2 separate regions of the Rattus norvegicus genome follow, and region 1 is linked to region 2. A link is a contact called in public HiChIP or PLAC-seq data. All regions are on one chromosome and are shown on one strand. Each heading gives the region's core, a stretch centred on a gene start, on an enhancer-like site or on the middle of the called end of the contact. The rest is flanking DNA. Distances are from core to core; before and after follow the strand shown. Region 1 has its middle 81 kb from the start of Usp24. Region 2 has its middle 290 kb from the start of Plpp3.

Region 1 (4,765 bases), core at 866-3,365, 790 kb before region 2:
TTCTTCCATCATGAGAGAACACGGTGGGAAAGTATTGTGCTATGAACCTCAATAGAGAAGGATGGACCATGAGAAGAGGAGAAGGGTTTTTTCTGCCAGGAGGGGTGCCCTGTATGAGGCCTTTACCAGTAACCTCCCAGCAGAGAGAAGCAGGGTACCTAGTTACCACTGAGTGTGGTAGAGGTCTAGGCCTCCCACAGTTCCCACGGTTTCTGCTGATAACAATGTCAGGGATGCTTGCTGCCACCTAGCCAAGAGGAAACCAGCTCCCGATTGGCTTTCACTGATACCTTCCCACTAGAAGTCTAAGATGTCCCAATACAACCTGGTAAAGGTAGAATCCAGGCTCCCTCTTCTGTTATTTTGTAGTGCTTGGTTTTATTAGAATTATTTTGTTCAAACCTTTTCCGTTTTCCTTTGTGCTTACGTGTGTGCATGAACACACAAAGGCACACAGGAGCCAGAGGTTACTAAGTGTCTCCCTCGACTGTGCTCCACCTTGTCTTTTTGAGACAGGTTTTCTCAATGAAACCATTTCTGGCGTGCCATTTCTGGAGTCTGTCTGGCCATCAAGTCCCCGGGGATCTTTGTGTCACTTCCCAGTGCTTGGAATTACTGCGCCCGGCTTTTTCCATCAGGTGCAGGGGGCTCAGAACTCCATGCTTGTTCATCAAGCACCTCAACCTCCCCTCCCCCCAGCCATCTCTGCAGCTCAACAGTTTTCTGTCTTTCTAAACCACCTCATACTAGTCCTTTGGGTGAGGAGGCCAGGCTAACTGGAGCTTTTCTGACCTTTATCCTTCGATGTTTTCACACCAAAGCCTTCTTTAACATCAACTGTAGGCTACATGAAGGAAAAGGGGAAACCCAGGCACTCACCATGGTGTTTTCTAGAGGTGTTACAATCTTATAAAATGTCTGAAGCACAGGCCTGGAGGCAATCACATGCTAATTTAACTGAGGTAAGCTGTCGGAATGCTATGGAATCCTTGTGGGACCAGTTCCTCCTTTGGCCAACACCAAGGCCTCAGCCTCCTGCCATCTTGGGATTCCTCAGCAAATTTAATTCTTTGGGGTCAAATGTTTCAATAGCCTGATAGCAGAAAGAAGGAAGGAGCGCAATGTCCCTTTGAAGAATATATCCTTTCCTGTCAGAGTCATCATCCCACATGGGCCCCATCTGGTCTGTCTTCTCTTCACCTTTCAGAGTCAACTTAAATTTACTTCATATTCAGCCCCTCCCCCATCTCAATCCACAGAGAGAAAGGGGAGTAGAGGGAGGGAGGGAGACAGAGAGAGAGAGAGAGAGAGAGAGAGAGAGAGAGAGAGAGAGATTTTACTTTGATTTTTAGTTTTACTAGAAACCCTGCAGAAAAGCAAGGGAAAGGATGTCTACTCCACCCTCCCAGAAGGAGGTTATCATTTTCCCACATATTATTCATCTATTTTGTTTTTTCAAGACAGGGTTTCTCTGTGTAGTCTTGGCTGTCCTGGAACTCCCTCTATAGACCAGGCTGGCCTCTAACTCAGAGATCCACCTGCCTCTGCCTCCCAAGTGCTGGGATTAAGGACCCAAGCCACCACCTTTTGGTCATATTTTTAATTTTTAAGAAGTTTTTTTTATTACAATTAGTTATTTGCAGTGTGTGTGTGTGTGTGTGTGTGTGTGTGTGTGTGTGTGTGTGTAGAAAAACTTAGTAGTTTGTCTTCCCTTCTTTCCCTCACATTGCTTAGAGGAAGTGGACTCTGGGAAAGCCAGCGCCTCCATTAAGTAACAAGAGATGAGAGGAAGATATTGGGAGGGAGAGAGGCAGAACACTAGAGTCCTTCCCACGCTGGCTCACATCTGGAGAGCTGTTGACTTCCTGGGTCTTCCTCGTGGAGTGTGGGGGAGGATGTTATTTTTCAAGTGGCGTGGGCCTCCGTTTCCGATTCTCACAGGCTATCTGAATGTCCGTTGCCTCAGGCAGAGAGAGCTGCCCAGATCTGACACTAACTCCTTGTGGAAGAGGCTGGCAGGCCCACCGGGCCAGCGGGGCAGCCTGCAGGGCAGCGATGCTGAATGAATTTAGCGCCTGTGAAGGAGGCTGGGTTGGCAGGCCTCAGGACAAACTCCCTCTTTGTTCTCGGTACAGCCCCTAGACAAACAGTGCCAGTTTTCTTCTGGGCCCTAGCCACACTCAGCTGTGAGGAGAGGAGCAAGAAGCTCTGTTGATTTCAGCCCTAGAAGAGATCCGTTTATTTGTGTCTTGGAGACCCACTGGCTGCCTGCGGGATTCAGGGATGAGGTCTTAAGCTTACACTTGCCAGTTACCAACTTCAAACACTTTTTACTGTAGCCTGTAGTGAGAGAAATGTTTTACACCTTGAACCAGTAATGCGCGCGCGCTTACACACACACACCCACACCCACACCCACACCCACACCCACACCCACACCCACCCACCCACACACACACACACACACACACACACACACACACAGACACACACACACACTTTTTTCACATGTTTAGAATATGAAATGGGTCCAGGGAGATGGCTCAGTGGGTAGAGTGCCTGCTGCATAAGCGTGAGGACTTAAATTCAGAACCCAAATCATCTAAAACTCGGGCATCAGCATTGTGAGGGCTGACACAGGAGGGGAGGGATGGGTGTTCTCTGGCCAGGCAGCCTATCTGAAAGGAGAGCTCCTGGTTCAGTGGGAGACCCTGTCTGAAAAAAAAATAAGATGGGATGGAGACTCCAAGGCAACAGTCCAGACACAACGCGGGTGACGCATGTATGAACTCATGGAGGCTATGCCAGACCCACAAGACCTACACATATTAAAGCTGGACAAAATCCCAGCATATGGAAGAAGAAGTGGGCACAAAGTGGCACCCTGGCCAAGAAGCCACGGATTAACTGATGGGAGAAGACAGATCGGTTCTCTTTGGTGGAGTGACACTGGCTATATCAAGCACAGTTCAGGGCAAGCCCCACGCTCAAGAGTAGTTGGCCAACCCTAAACAAACTGTGTGGTTTTGTTTGTTTTATTTTGAGAGAGAACATGAAGGTAGGTGGGTAAGGGGGTGGCTATCTGTAATGAGTTGGAATACAGGAAAATATATTGTATGAAAACATTTTCTAATTAAAAAAATCTTGGATGGTGATAGAATATACTTGATGTTGAGCTCTCTGACTCCACATGCACATACTCACTCACATGCACACATACCTGCACACACTCACACACACCTGCACACACTCACACAATGCACACATAACTGCACACACTCACACACACCTGCACACACTCACACACACTCACACACACACACTCACACACCTGCACACACTCACACACATGCACACATAACTGCACACACTCACACACTTGCACACACTCACACACACCTGCACACACTCACACACATGCACACATACCTGCACATACTCACACAGACTTGCACACACTCTCTCACACACACCTGCACATACTCACACACTTGCACATACTCACACACCTGCATACACACACCTGCACACACACATCTGCACACACTCACACACTTGCACACACACATCTGCACACACACATACACACACTCACACACACTCACCCACATGCACACACTCACCCACATGTACACACTCAACCAGGTACATACACACCTACACATATACACCATGCACATACTTACCTTCAGGCACACACTCAAACACACACACACACACACACACGCACACACACACACACACACACACACAGGAAACATCTTTGAAAAGGCAGATATTGCCAGGATTGGTGGCACACACCTTTAATCCCAGCACTTGAGAGGTAGAAGCAGGAAAATTGCTGTGAGTTCCAGGCTAGCCTGATCTACATAGAGAGTTCCAGGATAATTAAGGCTACATAGAGAGACCCTGTCTCAAAATAAAGATAAATAGTAAAAGAAATACATAAAAAGACATTGTATAGGAACATATTCTTCCCCTATACTTAAAATTATTCTAGTTTTTATGTAAAATTTATCAATCCTCTCATCACCTAATGAAAACTTTTCTCCCTGTCTAATTCTAAGAAAAGCTGTTCATTGCTCTGTTGAAACAAACTCGAGAAGTTAAAGCTCTGGAAATTACTCTCATTCTAATTGAAACTCTATTATGGTTTTCCTCCAAGTACAAATCAGCAAGAAGTCTACTTCTCATGCATAAACATGGTTATTTGCTTATCTGTAATTCTTTTGCAGTGATAGGCACCAAACCCAGGGTGTTGGGCATGCCAAGAAAGTGCTATATCACACTGAGCCATTTCCTAAACTGTAGACAGAGAGCTTAGGCTGTTCTTGAACCCATTATTCAGCAGAGGCCAGTCCTAAACTCACCATCTTTTGCCTTAGTCTTTCAAGTGTTGGGATTATATGCTGGTACCACTATACCTGGCTTCTACCCATAGGTTTAAAAAACATTAAAGAATCATTTTCATTATTTTGTGTGTATGGGTGTTTTGTCTGCATGTCTGTGTCGTACGTGTAGAGTGTCCTTGAAGGCCAGGAGATGGCATCAGACCCCTTGGAATGGGAGTTACAGATGGTTGTGAGCTGTCATGTGGGTGCTGGGAATTGAATCCAGGTCCTCTGAAGGAGCAACCAGTCTTCTTAACTGCTGAGCTATCTCTCCAGTCCAGTCTCATGGTTATTTAATGTAAAGTTTTTTATTTTTTAACATGTGTCTTGGTCAGTGTTCTATTGTCCATGACAAATCTTATAAAAGAAAGCAT
Region 2 (4,839 bases), core at 935-3,434:
TCCTTCAATCCTTCCACTAACTCCTCCACTGGGGTCCCGAGCTCAGTCCAATGGTTAGCTGCAAGCATCCTCATCTGTATCAATAAGACTCTGGCAGAGTCTCTCAGGAGACATCCATATCAGGCTCCTGTCAGCAAGCACTCTTGGCATCAGTAATAGTGACCTGGGTTTGGACGGATCCCCAGGTGGGGCAGTCTCTGGGTGGCCTTTCCTTCAGTCTCTGCTCCATACTTTGTCTCTGTATTTCCTTCTATGAATATTTTGTTCCTCCTTCTAAGAAGGACTGAAGCATCTGCACTTTGGTCTTTCTTCTTCTTGAGCTTCATCTGGTCTGTGAATTGTATCTTGGGTATTCCAAGCTTTTGGGCTAATATCCACTTATCAGTGAGTGCATACCATGTGCGTTGTTCTGTGATTGAGTTACCTCACTCAGGATAATATATTTCTAGTTCCATCCATTTGCCTAAGAATTTCATGAAGTCATTGTTTTTAATAGCTGAGTAGTACTCCATTGTGTAAATGTACCACATTTTCTGTATCCATTCCAGAAGGACATCTGGGTTCTATCCAGCTTCTGGCTATTATAAATAAGGCTGCTATGAACATAGTGGAGCATGTGTCCTTTTTATGTGTTGGAACATCTTTTGGGTATATGCCCAGGGGTGGTATAGCTCAGTCCGCAGGTAGTACCATATCCAATTTTCTGAGGAACCACCAGTCTGCTTTCCACAGTAGTTGTACCAGCTTGCAATCCTTATGAATATCAATGCAAAAATACTCAATAAAATGCTCGCAAACCAAATCCAAGAACACATCAAAATGGACCATCCATCATGATCAAGTAAGCCTCATCCCATGAATGCAGAGATGGTTCAATATACAAAAATCCATCAATGTAATCCACTATATAAACAAACTCAAAGAAAAAAAACACATGATCATCTCATTAGATGCTGAGAAAGCATTTGACAAAATTCAACACCCCTTCATTATAAAAGTCTTGGAAAGATCAGGAATTCAAGGCCCATACCTAAACATAGTAAAAGCAATATATAGCAAACCAATATCAAACTAAATGGAGAGAACATTAGCGCCTACTTTCTTGAGTCAGGAGATTCATCAGGACATAGAAACGAACACAGTAAGGGCCTATATAGTCCATTGTCAAATGGTATAAAACCCTTACTGAATGCTACCAAGCCAGGAAGTATGAGAAGTTCTTAGGGGATAGCACAAGAGCTGAGGTGGGAAACTGTTGTGGACATATGTAAGGATACTTCACTGAGGACATGCATGAGAGGCCCAAGGTCACAACAGCCCAAGAGAATAGTCTAATTGGATCCATACCCTGCATGTTGGCTGGGTGAGTGGGATTCTGAGAAAATTCCTAATAAAGGTTACATTTATGCAGTCTCAAGTAGGAAGAATAGGCTTGGCCACATAGGGTGTGGGATGAAAGTATCTTTCTAAGGTAAATTGCCTATGGAATTGCCTGTCAACATCCTTGTGCCTGATTCAGAGAATCACTAGGACCCCAGAAAGTCATCACTGGAGCTGGTCACCAATACTGTCCTCTCAAGGACCGCCCTACATCTCCAAAGTTAAATAAGACCCTGAGCAATGAGAAGTGACTGCTGCCATTCTTGCAAGGGAGAATTTCAAAACCAGTGCCCACCTTCTGTGACCAGACACACTACAAACAAGTGCTGTCCTGTGGAGATCAAAGGCAAGCATACGTCTAATTTTCTAGTAGGCATATTAAAATAAAAGGCAAGTGGATGGGGCAAATTGATATTTATTACTGCATATAAAACATATTGGCATGGTATATTTATAATATCTCAGTATGTCATCAATAGGAATTAATGAGATGTTTTTGAAATTGTCCTTTTGATTAGCTCTATGCTGTGCTCCAAGAGTGTATTTTATGCTCATAGATACAGCTTGGGACAGAGCCACTTTAACTTTTCAGTGGCCACATGTGGCTGCAGTTACTAAGCTGAACAGCACAAATGAAGTGGCAGAAGTCCCAGAGCTTTTGGCTTGTGAGTGACAGAGACTCCAGCCAACACAGGGAACATACAGCAAAGCAAGATGCAAAAGCCGAGCTGCCTTCACCCCACCCCCACCCCACTCCCTGCAAGCCACTATGCTTCTGTGTTTGTTATTGCTGCCTGGCTCTCTTAAGCTATACAGACTTGTAGAATAGAAAGCAAACCAAACGCCAGCCGGCCTGCAAAGCAAAGCAGGAGCAATAATGAGAGCCTTTTATGAGATACTCAGGCACTGGATCTCATCCCGGAGGAATGTTAATGGGTTTTATGCCATGGTCAGGTTTAAGAGCGCACACTGGAGGCAAGGGAAATAAGGGAGCTGGTACAATGGCAGGGCAGCGAGGCTCACTACAGGAACAGAAGGGAAGAAAACCTCATATAAAGTTGTATACGTGCTTCCACATCAACCTGCATCAGAAGCAGCCTGTTTGTGGTCCAGCTAGTAAGGTTAACGCTCATGCAGTCTCCTTCGGTTTTCTGTGGCATCATTTTCACTATCCCCACTGACTGCAATGAATCCTGACAACAGGTTTCGACTTCAAAAAGGTATGCTGGTTCTACCTCAAGGTCACTTCCCCAATTTACAGCCATTTTTCAATTCTTTTACTCTTATTCCAGGATGTACTTCAAGCTTTGTGGCTCTTCAAAGCTCCTCAGCTGGGAGGGAGATTTTGTTTTGTTTTGTTTTCCTGCATTTCTCCCCACAAATGATGTATCATAAAGAAAAGATGTAAAGGAGAAGCCAATGATTTCTACAATTTCTTTTCCTTTTCCTTCTTTCCTTCTTTCTTTCCTTCCTTCTTTCTTTCTTTTCTTCTCTTTTCTTTCTTTCCTTCCTTCCTTCTCCTCCTCCTCCTCTTCTTCCTCTCTCTCTCTCTCTCTCTCTCTCTCTCTCTCTCTCTCTCTCTCTCTCTCTCTTTCACTCTCCTATAATCCCGTAGCTTATCCCACAGAGAAGTTAACAGTGACTGGGATGAGCAGAGTATTCCACTCCACTTGTAATGACAACATCCTACTCAGCATGTTCTATGGAACTGATTGGTTATACTTTAAAAATGCCACTTGCTTATCCTTTTAGCATCTGGGGATGAAAGTGAGGTTAATTTGAGCCTGTTTCAAGCTTTCTCATGAAGAATTTCATAAGAAGCTTTTCAGCAAATGGAGAGGATATCAGTGAGAAGCTAGTTTAATATCTGCTTTGAAACGTTTGTCCAGAGTACTCTCAGCTTCTGGGGCTCTCAGATTATGTAGTCAACCATGGCCTAGAGCAAGTTTCCCTAATAGAGAGTCCGTCCTTGCACAGAAATTAGGCATTCCAGTGGGTTGTTAACTTTCATGCAATGATGCAGAACACAGACCAGTCCAAGTCTACCATCTACTTGATGGATGATCTTATGAAAAGTCAGCAGGTTTCTGAGCCTTGGCTTTGCATCTCAAACTAAAGGGTGATAATCCCAGTGTCTCTAGGGGAGTTGAGAGGATTGACTAGGGAAGCCAGCATCTTAGCCAATGGTCCATAAACCTCAGTTGACTATTGAGTAATGAACTGCATGGATTTGAAGTCAATATACTTAGGATCACGATTCAGCTCCTGCATTTGCTAATTGCACGGTCATGGACAACGCTCACATGTCATTAGTCTAGAGTCTATAAAGTAGGATGATGCCACTTACCCAAATTACACTCAGTGGCGTATTTGACAGTTGGTTTAGAATTCATATTCTGGACAGCAGTCTGAGTCAAGGATGAAAGTGCTTGTAGTTTGTTTTGGAAGTGACTGTGTGTGAGGTCATTGTGAGGAAGAAGAGAAGCCCATGGTCTCGTTGTGGTTAAGTGTATGTTGTGGTGATACTCTTCATGAAGGCCTACAAAGAGCACCCGTCTTCATCATTTCCAGCCCTTCAGAGGGTCTGACTTCTGGGAAGTTTCCAGTCAGATATTATACCTCAGGGTACACCACAGAAGAGGGAAAAGAGACGTGGAGCTGCCATGCTCATCCTGATCTACTTTTACTCTCTGACTAATGCGTGCCTAGTGGAAGCTAATTCTCCTTAGACCCATACACCTCAGATTTTAAAGTGCTCCCCAATATTACCAGATGATCTTGCTAACGAGGAGACATTGTTACCATTTCCTCAAGGCCCAACAGTTTCTTAACAACACTCAGGTAGGCAGGAGCCTGGCCTACTGTAAAAGGACTGTTTGTTCTCTCTCTCTCTCTCTCTCTCTCTCTCTCTCTCTCTCTCTCTCTCTCTCTCTCTCTTCTCACATGTCCCTGACTGGCATCTTCCCCTCTGTTTCAATCCTTCTCTGTCCCCATCCTTCTCTACCTCTACTCCCTTCTCCAGGTCCAAAATAAACTTCCTTTTGCATTAGGCCTGTAGCATAGCGTGATTGGTCAGGTCCCCTTCACACTGCTATTTTACAAAGCACAACAGACCCTGCTCCAGTAGATCTGAGATGAGACAGAAGGGGAGTGAATAGTCATCTTGGTGCAGGCTGGCTTTCAACAACTACAACCCTTTTGGGAATCCACCTGAGTGTCACAAAAAACATGACTTTGATTTCTATTTCCCTCGCATGCATCAGCTTCCTGCAGCATTGTCTGCCTTGTCCCACGCTCACACCTGATGGACTTTTTCCTTCATCTACTTCCCCTAATCAGAATAACTCAGGTCCTCCCTCTTATTTATCTACTGTCTGGCTACACTGCACAGTCTCATTACCATTTACCCCATACTACCTTGACTTGATTTGAATAAATATTCTCCCTCTATACTTTGGA

The links. HiChIP or PLAC-seq counts read pairs in DNA pulled down with a chosen protein or histone mark.
Region 1: a contact with region 2 is called in an H3K27ac HiChIP or PLAC-seq map of oligodendrocytes, with 7 times the contacts expected there. The contact joins two enhancer-like sites. A contact is called at or near these places in 1 of 12 Hi-C or Micro-C datasets (psoas muscle) and 1 of 1 datasets of contacts at active chromatin or transcription factors (oligodendrocytes).

Annotation. Positions count from the first base shown.
Region 1 is chr5:126,226,006-126,230,770 of GRCr8, reverse strand. No RefSeq gene overlaps it. Among named protein-coding and RNA genes, the nearest start is that of Usp24, 81 kb to the left of the region's middle. Within about 2 kb of position 2,115, at least 41 of the 93 cell types and tissues checked have an H3K27ac peak or open chromatin away from gene starts, as enhancers often do.
Region 2 is chr5:125,440,881-125,445,719 of GRCr8, reverse strand. No RefSeq gene overlaps it. Among named protein-coding and RNA genes, the nearest start is that of Plpp3, 290 kb to the right of the region's middle. Within about 2 kb of position 2,184, at least 34 of the 93 cell types and tissues checked have an H3K27ac peak or open chromatin away from gene starts, as enhancers often do.